Linked DNA regions of Mus musculus: region 2 is linked to region 1. The links are chromatin contacts, called in public Hi-C maps. All regions are on one chromosome and are shown on one strand. The core of a region is the stretch at or near the end of the contact, and the rest is flanking DNA. Distances in the headings are between cores, read along the strand shown. Region 1 holds the start of Dab2 (disabled 2, mitogen-responsive phosphoprotein). Region 2 overlaps Fyb (FYN binding protein).

Evidence for each region. A called contact is a pair of places that touch in the nucleus more often than the background predicts.
Region 2: a Hi-C map of nephron progenitors shows a contact between it and region 1, with 1.8 times the contacts expected there. The contact joins the enhancer-like site here to the promoter of Dab2 in region 1. A contact is called at or near these places in 6 of 484 Hi-C or Micro-C datasets (embryonic fibroblasts, muscle stem cells, myocytes and 2 more), 2 of 115 datasets of contacts at active chromatin or transcription factors (bone marrow-derived macrophages and extraembryonic endoderm stem cells) and 1 of 9 other capture datasets (adipose tissue).

What each region holds. Positions count from the first base shown.
Region 1 is chr15:6,385,230-6,390,904 of GRCm38.p6, forward strand. It overlaps Dab2 (disabled 2, mitogen-responsive phosphoprotein), which reads left to right and starts at 1,519. Exons shown (of 15, transcript NM_023118.5): 1 at 1,519-1,703.
Region 2 is chr15:6,617,447-6,623,327 of GRCm38.p6, forward strand. It overlaps Fyb (FYN binding protein), which reads left to right. Exons shown (of 18, transcript NM_011815.5): 2 at 2,148-2,304. Gm2245 (predicted gene 2245) reads right to left here. Exons shown (of 7, transcript NR_155272.1): 4 at 2,300-2,478. Among named protein-coding and RNA genes, the nearest start is that of Gm2245, 34 kb to the right of the region's middle. Within about 2 kb of position 2,760, at least 3 of the 459 cell types and tissues checked have an H3K27ac peak or open chromatin away from gene starts, as enhancers often do. A contact at or near this core is called in nephron progenitors, where this site is marked.

The DNA of each region.
Region 1 (5,675 bases), core at 269-2,768:
ACACACCTCTACTCTGCACACCCAAGTGTGAAGGGAATCCAGAGGTCAGGTAGGGGCAGCACCTGGACCAGCTGTGTTGCTCTGTGTCTCTTACTCTCCCTGCATGAGGGCTGCTCCAAGCCTGACCTACTTGCAAGCAGAAACTGCCACTCTCATTGAGCTACCTCAAATTACAGTGATTTTGCAGCTGGGGCTAGGCATGGACCACAAAATACATCCTTGGTGCACCATAAGCCCAATTTGAACCCTGGATTCTCAGTGGTAAAATGCAAATCCATTGTGTTGCTTACTCAATAAAATCAATAACCCGTTTCCATCCAAGTCACAATTTGTCATTTTCATAGTCAGTACATTCTGCTTACAACAGGGGAGGAGGGGCAGGAGGGAGAGGGAAGAAGAGGAGGAGCAGAAGGAAAAACAGACAAGAGGAGGAGGAACAAGAAAAAAAGGACTAAATAAGAAAGTGGAAGAGGAGGAAGGGGGAGGGGAAGGAGGGAAAAGGGGGGAAGGAGGGAGAAGGGGGAGGGGAAGGAGGGAGAAGGGGGAAGGAGGGAGAAGGGGGAGGGGAAGGAGGGAGAAGGGGGAGGGGAAGGAGGGAGAAGGGGAGGAGGATCTTCCCAAAGCTTAATTTCTTAAGTACTTGAAAAGCACCACTGTTTCTGTGACTATTTAACAATTGTCCCCTGACTTTAAAATATACAGAAAAGAAATTGTGAGATTCTATAGGATTCCCAAGGTCTGCTCTGCCGGGCTATCCACAGCTGAGCATCGATGAAACACCTTCCAATACTTATTCACATATCTCAATATTTTCATGAAGGAATAAGAAATGCTGTAGAAACTAGCAGACAAAGTCATGTTATCTACGTGTGGGTGGATATACACTGAAATGATCACAAATGTAGATCATTTATATGGAGGCTAACTTGTTTTGTTTAGGCCAGTTTAATAGCGAGAATATGCTCGAGCGTGATATTAAATTTCAATAACAGGGCATCTTTTTACTTGGGCACACATAGATTTCCCTCCTGTTTAAGCACGTTCACAATTAAAGAATAGTGATTTTCTTTAAAGGTAACAATCCAGTCACATGCCCAGCTTTAGAAAGGACAGACTGGACCCGGGAACGGAAAGTCAGGAGTAAAGGCGCGTCTTTGTTCAAAATGCCCCAGGCGGTTTAGGATGAGTTCGCAGTTCGCGTGCCACGCCACTCGAAGTGGCAATCCAGGGAACGGATCTGCGAAACGCAGCTCAGAGGATCCCATCCTTTTCCTCCAGAATTTCCCTTTTCCTGTCCTTACGTGCACCCTTTCTGGCCCAAGGCAGTGTGGGGCTCCTGGCCCGGGTTGTGTGCACGCTCCTTTTTCCGGGTCTCTGCGATCGCCCCCAGCTGGCCGGGCGCACGGGGCGCAGGAGGCGCAGGAGGCGCCGGATCTCCGTGGCTTTAGTTCGAGTTAATAAACAGTTAAGTTTGGAAGACTCGGCAGACACGTTGAGGGGGAGTTACCAAGTCCAGGCAGCAAAAACATCCCGCCGCCACATTCCTGGAGAGTCCTCAGAGCCAGCATCTGATTAGAACCATATCTCTACCGGGAGTGGCCGCGCGGCTATTTAAGTGGCGTTCTCCGCGTCCTCGGCGCTGCAGCCTTGAGGCTTCGGGCGCGGGGAAGTCATGCTGGCTCCACAGAAGCACTAGCTAGTCCGTGAGTAACTCTGCCATCCCCCTTCCCTTCGGTCCCTTCTTTCTTTCTTTCTTTCTTTCTTTCTTTCTTTCTTTCTTTCTTTCTTTCTTTCTCTTTTTTTCCTTTTTTTTCTTTTTTTTTCTTTTTTTTCTTTTTTTGCGACCTACTTCTCTCCTTTGCTGGCTCCTCTCTTCCCATCCCTGCCTTGGCTGCAGACCTTGGGCGCTGGGGAAATCTTACAAATGAGACAGTGTACTCCGGGGAGAGCAGCGGGTTTTGTGGCCTGACATCTGTGGAATGCTTCCAAGGAATGCATTTTACCTTTGGGGTCGGACTCAAGGCGCCCATCCTGTGACATTTAACGAGTCCCTGTGTGTGTGTGTGTGTGTGTGTGTGTGTGTGTGTGTGTGTGTGTGTGTGTTGTACACGAGCCCTAGTTTTTAGGGCTTAGGGGACATCCCAGGGAATGCGCGGTGTGGCTGCTGACCACCTAATAAACTCCTGAATGATGTTCAGTTTTACTGTGCGACAAAGGCTGGGGACATGGTCTGTGCCTCCGAGGAGCTATTTTCTGCTGACTGACAGCACAGGGCATTAAAAATGTGAACTTTGTCTTATACCAGCATTCCTAAGAAAAGTATCTGCCCAAGCCACGTAACAAACTTGTTTTAAATCGTGAAGCGTTTGAATGCTGTTTTTCTTGACTGTTGTAAATTATTTGGAAGGATTAAGAATTCAAGAAGAGGGACTAAACTGTGTTTAAAACCTTGGAGACCCTGCCAACGTAGCGGTTCTCTTTGCGGCATAGAGCTGGCTGTTATTTCTTCCTGCCTGCTCTCCTCCACTTAATCCTGAGTCTGGAATTCAGCTCTGTAGTCGGTTTCAGATGGGAGCTGTGTGAATCCGAAGGGAAATTTAACTGGATTAAAAACAGTTAAAAAATATGGATGTTATCTCCACCCGAGGCACCCCCTCCCACCCTTTCCTCTTTCTTCGCCTGTGTTTGGAAGAAAGGGAGCCACCCTGTAAACCGAGAAGAGCAAAAACGAGCAAGCTTCCAGGCACATGGAAAGCTTTAAAAATTATGGAGGGGCAACTTCATGAATAGTAAATGTTGCTGTTGCTCTATAAAGATGAAAAAATTTCTGGCCCTAATCAGGCAAAGCAGGAGGGGAAGGGTGGAGGTAGATATAACTCCAACCTAAGTAATGGCAGAAAATTTGCCAAAATCCCTTGGAGATAGCTGATAAGGCTCCAGGAACGCTTCTGATGGGATGTCTAACCTACCTAGTTTACAATCTTGAGGCCTGGGTTCTGCACATAGTAGCAGTGACTGGTTGTTTAGAAAGGAGGGACTAGCCAGGACTCGGGAGCCACTGCTACCAAATGGCTTTTCATGGTGCTATCTTGTCCTGGATTAGGCTGCCCTGTTTTAGCTAGCTACCCCACCCACCAAGGACTCTACCTCTCTCCACTCCCTTGGTTGAGGCAGGGCACAGCAGTACTGAAAGAAATGTACTGGCTTGAGAATTTAGGAGTGTTGGGGATTCAGGCTTTGGAGAGGAAAACAGCTATCTAGACAAAGCAATGCTAGAGGAACACAGCTCAGAAGGCGAGATTAGCAAGAGCCCTTGAGAAAGCACCAGAGAGGTGTGGTGGTCTCTTCCAGCACTCGCATCAGACACAGACCACTTCTTCCCTAGTTCGTAGTCACTGTCTCCTAAAACTCGCTGGGTTCTTCCCAAGCCTTGTTTAAAAACCTAATCACAAACCCCTTCTTCCTCTACTGCAAACTCAAGCCCTTTTGTCCAACCGCGAGTCTAGAAACTTTTTCCCTGTAGGCTGCTATGCTCCGTCTTTGCCCTGAGTTCTGGAGAAGGAACCCAGGACCTTGGGCATGCTTGACAAGCCATGGAGCTGCGCTTCTCAATTCCTGGTTGGATGGTCTTACTCTGTAAACCCAGTCTAGACTTAAACTCATCATCCTCCTGCCTCTGCCTCAGGAGCCCTAGGACTGTAGGCGGAGGTGAGCACACCTCGCTAAGCTGGGCCACTTGTATTATGGCAGAAGAGAGAGATTGTGGAGGAATGGGAGGAATGTGTTCTGTCTTTGCCCTCCAGCACCCATGTATTTATAGAACTGATGATCCCGATTCTATTGATCTCCACCTGAGGATGTAAAGGAGGCTGGGAAGATAACCACAGGATGCTTTTAGGCCTTGCTGACTTGAGAAGAAAGAACAAAATCCAGAGGTTAGATCTCTCTCTCTCTCTCTCTCTCTCTCTCTCTCTCTCTCTCTCTCTCTCCTTTCCTCTTTTTCTTTTGGCATTTTGACACTGAATCCCAAAACTTATCTCTCTTCTCAGTGGGAGATTGAACACCCCCCCCCCCCCCAGTCATCGAGTCCTGGAATCCCAGGCGAGCGCCACCACACCCAGTTCAGAGTTTGCATTTCTGCTAAAGACTTAAAATTTCCAAGGTTAAACTAAGTCTAAATTCCTGTCCTTGGGCCTATTTATTTCTTGTCTTCCTCCAAGGGTTAGGTGGATTTTAGCTCACTTTGAAGATAGTTGTTGACGTGGTGAATGGTGCAAGAGCCTCCGGAAGCTGTGGACCAACTGGTCTGGACTGCTCAGCCATAGTTCTGTTACCTAAAAATTAAACGAGCAGGAAAACAGGGCTTGCTGGGTGGCTTGTAGCCACCAGGAAGTTTTGTGGGAAACTGTGCTCCTGGTGAGACCATGAGGAAGTCCCTTCTTCATTTCTCCCCCAGACTAAACCTATCACCACTTTGATGAAGCCAACTTGGAAGTACCCTGCGTTTCTTCGCCTCTTCTCTCTGTTGGGGTTTCATTCCTTTTCTTCTAGGACAGAGCTAGGATACTGGAATGGGTGGAGAGGCTGCTGAAGGGAACTCACTAACAACCTAAGTTCCTCCAGCTGAAGGCTTGCAAGGGTCCACCATTTAAACCTCCCTACCCTGGGCAGAATTAGGCTGGGAACCAGACTGGCAATCTGAAACACCTGAGTAGCAGGATGCGGCTGTTTTGGGTTTTGGGTTGGTTTGGCTTCCTCCTCCTTCTCCTTGGAGTTGTAATAAAAGTTGAAGCACTGTTACAGAATTGCAGAGGGCGGCCCAAGTCTCATTTAGATGACAAAGTATTCACATCAGATAAGTGTGTTTAAGGGAAAGCTAAATTATGGTAAGATATCCTAGTGGGTTAATCATAGCAATCAGAAGGGAAGCAAATGACCAGGTCTCCTGCTAGAGACAAAGCCCAAACAAATTCCTGATTAGGGGTACAAATGGTGCTGGATATCTTAAAGGCTTAGCAGTTCCTATATGCATTCATGTGCTAGCCGTGTCCCTCCTTCTGCCAACACAGCCCAGTTGGGTAGTAGTTGAAAGCATCTGCACAACTGTTAGTAAAATGACCGTGGACACACAGAATAACCTCTCGGTAATTCTGTTTTCTTATCTGGGGAAGAACAATAGTACGAAGGGCTGCTGAGAAGGTAAGTTAATCTATATCCTTAGAATACTTTATTCTGTTTGTCTATTTGTTTCTGCCCTGTGAACAATTGAATCAAGTGTCTTTGTGGCCCCTGAGAGCAAGTGGAGAATTTCTTAATCAGAGTGGAATACCACCCACCTATTTGAAAAATGGTAATCATTCAAGTATTCAATACTAAAAAAGCCTGTGTATTTGCTTGTGTTCACGCAAGAACAGACAGTTACTCTCTGTTCTCAGTGTGGAGGACTGCTATTTGGTTTGGTCAGAATGACCTCTGGTCTCATTTAAATCTTCCCCACACTCTCTCAGACTCCCAACAGAGAAAGAGTGACCCTTCTCCTGAAGTCAGCATTCTAGCCAAGGAAGTGGGAAAGGGAGGGACCACCCTGACTAAGCAGTGACTAGGCCAGGACACGGGCCCCAATACTATCTTGGTCCACATAGCTGGGCAGGTTGCCATGGTTACTCCCCTTCCTG
Region 2 (5,881 bases), core at 1,510-4,009, 230 kb after region 1:
AATAATAGTGTGTGGGGTTGTGTGTGTGCCTGTGTGCTTATATGCATGTAGTAAATGCACATGATTGTTGTATCTGGTAGCCAGTCTATTGTTGCAATCAATAAGCGACTTCTATACCAACCGAAATATTGATGAAGTTGAGTATTTTTCAAGTAATTGGCAAGCAAAGGTAATAAAATTGCACATCAGAGCTTCATTCATTTGTGAATGAGATGAGTGAGTGTTTCAGTGAGTTAGACAAAAACTATAACTATTTGGCTAAGTACTAGAAGAGCATTTCCTTGACTTTATGCTGTTCATAATATGATAACTGGAGGAATGGGACTCTTAAATCTAAACAGCATCACCAGTGTTTTGCTCTTGACTTTCTCAAGATAGTCACGAAAGAAGCCTGGTGCTTTCAATTTCTATTAGAAAAAAGTGTGTTTATATATATGGTCCAACTCCAGTATACCATGGTCAGGTCATTAAATGCAGAGCTGGAGGGAACACCCATCGCATGCAGTTACATAACATTTCCACCTTTCATTATACGTATTACAATTTATGTGACAATTCACAGTAAGTATTATTTATGTATTTAGGTATTATATATTTCCTCAGAAACTGTCTGATTTATCTCTGCTGCGTTCCTAGTACCTCACACAGAACTTGGCATATTGTAGGCACTCTACAAAAATTTATTAAATAAAAAATAAAACATTGAACTTACTACCCACCAGACACTATCGTAAGTGCTTTATATTGTTGGACCATAACATCCCACACAAACATATAAGGGGCCATAATGGTTAGCTCCATTTCATAAAAGAATGCAGGAAATAGCCGGTCCAAGCCAGGACTAGGCTCTCGGACTTCATTCCCATGCTCTTTGCCACAGAACATTCCCTGAGGGCATCAGAGCCACGAGGCCGGCAAAGAGACATCCAGATGAGTACCATGCTGCAGAATTTAAAAGCAACAGAGACCTGAGTGTGTTAGCACACACCTTTTATGCCACTCGAGCAGTAGAGGGAAGTGAATCCCTCCGAGTTCCAGTGAGCCTAGTCTACACAACAAGACCCCATATCAAAACTCCAAATAAAATAAAAGTCAACAGAGTCATATTAGAGGAATTGAAAGGAGACAATATACAGATATCATACATTCACATCTTAACACTCAAAAATACATGTGTTTCAATAGGCAGTGGGGGAGGTGGGAATATGGGTGATTCATGCTTAAATTTTCTTAATATCTATAATATAATTTTAGCAATGTATCCGATTTACTCATGGGATGATTTCATAGGCTTCCATGTTTAAAAACGAGAGCCCAAACAAAATATCATTTGTTAAAAAGCAAAAGAGTGGGCTGGAGGGCTGGTGAGATGGCTCAGTGGGTAAGAGCACCTGACTGCTCTTCCGAAGGTCTGGAGTTCAAATCCCAGCAACCACATGGTGGCTCACAACCATCTGTAACAAGATCTGACGCCCTCTTCTGGAGTGTCTGAAGACAGCTACAGTGTACTTACATATAATAAATAAATAAATCTTTAAAAATATATTAAAAGACTGCACTCTTTAAAAAAAAAAAAAAAAAAAAAAAAAAAGAGTGGGCTGGAGAGATGGCTCAGTGGTGAAGAACACTGACTGCTCTTCCAGAGGTCCTGAGTTCAATTCCCAGCAACCACATGGTGGCTCTCAACCATCTGTAATGGGAGCTGATGCCCTCTTCTGGTGTGTCTGAAGCGAGTGACAGTGAACTCACATACTTAAAATCAATACTTAATAATTTTTTAAAAGGTCAAAGAGCTTGTCAAAAACAACAAAGTGTGTTGTGATGACAGTAGATGTGAGTGCTAGGTCTGGGGACAGGAGATGTGAATACTAGATTTCTCTGGTCTAAAATACAGATCTAATGAAAAGAAAATAAAGTGTATTTGCAAAATCATGAAGAAAGTGCTATAAAATCCATATAGAGTTGTTCGCAAAATAATGTTAAAATTAAGGTTTATAAAAAAGTTCATAAAAGGTAATATACATAAAATATTAAGACACTTTAAAGCATTTGCTCAACAAGGTGGTATATTTCTAAGGTTTCTATTCAAGTTTGTTTCTGCATCTTTGGAACAGTAAGTTCTTAATTTACCATCCCTTGCTTCTTAGGTGCCACCAAAAGCCAGACACCTTACTCGACAACTTCCCTGCCACCACCTCCGCCTACACATCCAGCCAGCCAGCCACCTCTGCCAGCGTCTCACCCAGCGCATCCGCCAGTCCCCAGCCTGCCCCCCAGAAACATCAAACCTCCCCTTGACCTGAAGTAAGTAAAGGATCATCTTCCGATTTCATCAGCAGGGTCTCGCCAGGGCTGTCCAAATCATGCATGGCTGGGTGCTAAACGGCCTGTGGAAAACGCCCATGGTACTTTGGTAGGCAGTTGACAGCGAGAAAGGCAGGCTCTTCTTAAAGTTTGAAATCTCTCACCTGTGGGCTCCTTGGGAAAAAAGGCAAAATTATGTTGCATACTTTCTTACTTCCAGTGGAAAGAGCCAGGGCACACTCACAATCTAACCAAAGCAAAACCAGACTCCAGCAGTGTAGATAACTCAATGTCTAATTGTCTGGGATTTACTGACAATCTTCTGGACTGAGATACTTGGGTCACTTCACCAGCTCTGCCCTCTGCCACACATGCAGCTTGTCTTCTAGGCTCCAGCAGGCTCCATTGCTGCTGCTCGCTCGCTGTTCTTGGTGGTCATCCCCTGGCACTGACATCTCCAAAACTACAGGGGGCTTCTTTGAAAGGGCTGCACTTTCACCAGAAGCCTCTCCTGGGCTCTATTCATGGACTCCAGCCCTGTCACACAGTGCTAAGTCTCAGATACTCTCCATGACCCCTTCAACACCCTCAGAACGAGCACCCCCTGGGTGACTCCTACACTACCGGGTTCATCTGGGAACACAAGGTACAACCTTGGCCACACCTGGAACACAGGTTCTATGTGCTGAGGGAAAAGCTTTCCAGACGATCTCACCTCGTGAGAGCTTCTGATGAACTGCTAATTTCTCAGCTCCAGCTGACCAGCATAAAGCATCCCAGCAAAGCAAAGGTTCTGGTATCTTATTAATCACAGCTGATTCTTCAGCTCCAGCTGACCAGAACTACAGATTCTTCACCAAAAAAAAAAAAAAAAAAAAAAAAAAAAAAAAAAAGCCCAGGAGAGTGTTTGCTTTCCTCTGAAACTTGACAAGCCAGGCCTCCACTGTCTGCACTACTTCTGACATTCACTTTTTCAAAGCTCCTATAGAACAGATCAGAGCTCTCAACGCTCAATGACCTTTCTAACCCAAAATTCCAAAGTCCTTCTACATTCCTCTCCAAAATGACATGGCCAGTAATACCTCTGACCAGGTACCAACTTATCTTGGTTAGGGTTACTATTGCTGTGATGAAAACTATGACCAAAATCAACTTGGGGAAGATAGGACTCATTTCACCAACAATGCCACATAACAGTTTATCATCAAAGACAGTGAGGACAGGAACTCAGGGCAGGAACCTGGACGCAGGAGCTGATGCAGAGGCCACGAAGAGTGCTGCTTACTGGCTTGCTATCCATGGCTTCCTCAGCCTGCTCTCTTGTAGAACCCAGGACCACCAGCCCATGTATGGCTCTCCCAGACTGATTATTAACTACGAAAATGCCTTATAGCAGAATCTTATAGCTGTGTTTCCTCAACTGCGGTTCCTTCTCTGATGACTCCGGCTTTTGTCAAGTTGACACAAAGCTATACACACTACAGTGATGTTAGTTAGGGTTTTACTGCTGTGAACAGACACCATGACCAAGGCAAGTCTTATAAAAAACAACATTTAATTGGGGCTGGCTTACGGGTTCAGAGGTTTAGTCCATTATCATCAAGGTGGGAGCATGGCAGTATCCAGGCAGGCATGGTGCAGGAGGAGCTGAGAGTTCTATGTCTTCATCCAAAGGCTGCTAGTGGAAGACTGACTTCCAGGCAACTAGGGTGAGGCTCTTATACCCACACCCATAGTGACACACCCATTCCAACCAGGTCACACCTATTCCAACAAGGCCACACCTTCAGATTGTGCCACTCCCTGGTCCAAGGATATACAAACCTTCACAAGTGACATTCCACTATAGAAGCATAATTTGATTTCACCTTATCCCCAGCATGATGTGTTTGTCTTTTGCTCATAATAGAATGTATTAATTACAAAATCACTTAATTGCTTCATGGTTACAATTTAGAACAGTGATTGAAAACGCATTGAGTTACCCATGATTCTTTTTAACATCATAATACTTCCACGGGAGTCTCAAGTTACTAAGTATGTATGTACAGCTTGGTGGGTCTTCTATGTGGGCTGCTATGTGTGTGCATATTAACATTACAGCCTTTCAGGCATTTGAGTCTAGAGATATTTGTTTGAAGACTTAAACACCCTTGTGAACACTCTGGTAGATTCTGCTACCAAATCAACATGTGAGCATCTACCTACTACTATTATTAGCCTAGTTAACATTATCTATATATTTATTTAAATATATTTTATTAGGCCTATAAATATTATCCTAATTAAAATAACTAGTATATATTCTCTTAAACATTTAATTTCCATATAAATTTTTTCTGTTCACATATATAAATAAAATCATATTTCTTATTTCTAGGTTTATTTTAACCTCTGGTCAATTTAACTCATTAAATTTAGATCTCTGAATTTTTTTATATGTTTACTTTTATTTTACATTTTAGTTTTATTTTTCGTTTTGTTTGAGACAGACCGTCACTATATACCCCTAGCTGGCCTAGAACTAACTATGTAGCCCAGGCTGACTTTGATGTTAGAAAGATCCTTCCGTCTCCCTCCGCCTCCGCCTCCACCTCGATTGCAGGCATATGACACCATAGTGGGCCCAGGATCCTAGCACTTTTAAAGTCTGTTAAAAGCCCTCCCCCAGACACCAGCTCCAGCAAAGCCTCTGAGTATGGCAAGCTTTTAGAATGAAATCGTCACAAATGGCTCAAACAATCTGAAAGTTGATAAACCCTGGAGGCCAGTTATCATTTCGTTGAGATTATGAAAAAAAATGTATTTGACAATAGATCCTCTGCTTCAGGGGCCCTCCAGACCACCCATAAGTGTAATGACTCATTAAAAGGACTCCCAGGTCTCAGGGTTCAGTTAACAGAAGAGGCTGGCATTCAATAAGGTTAAGAAGAAAGGACAGCCAGCAGGTGGCGCTATCTAAGCACGGGTTTCCAGGCAATTCCACAAGCATGAGAAGGGCCTACAGAAACCACCGTTATGAAAAAGCAGTGGGTGTCTCCAGCAGCTTCCATCAGGAACCGGTCTGAGGTTGGTAGAAACTAAGGTTTGCACAGGGACTAGGGGGACTGTCTCATGGTTTCCTTAGGCCTGACACCTGTCAGAAGACCTAAAAACCTAGACAAAAAGCAAGCATTGTTGATAAGGCCTCACACAGCAAAAATACTTTTATCAACTAGGCAACTTTTACAGCAGTGTATAATTATAAAGAAAATGTGTTCCTCTGTCAGTCATAGGCCAGACTTGATAGCATATTGTTCTAAAACCCAGCATGGGGCCTGCTGTGCTGACTCTCTGAAAACCTCATTGCTAGAATCTGTCCTGGATAAGGCTGTAGAAGGAAGAACAGATTTCAAAAGCTGTGGTAGAGCATGGGATGCTAGTCAACGTGCCAGCTTTGCAGGAATCACTAAAAAAGGCAACATGCTTGGAGTCTTTTTTGTTTCTTTGTTTTTTGAGACAGGGTTTCTCTATATAGCCCTGGCTGTCCTGGAACTCCCTCTGTAGACCAGGCTGGCCTCAAACTCAGAAATCTGCC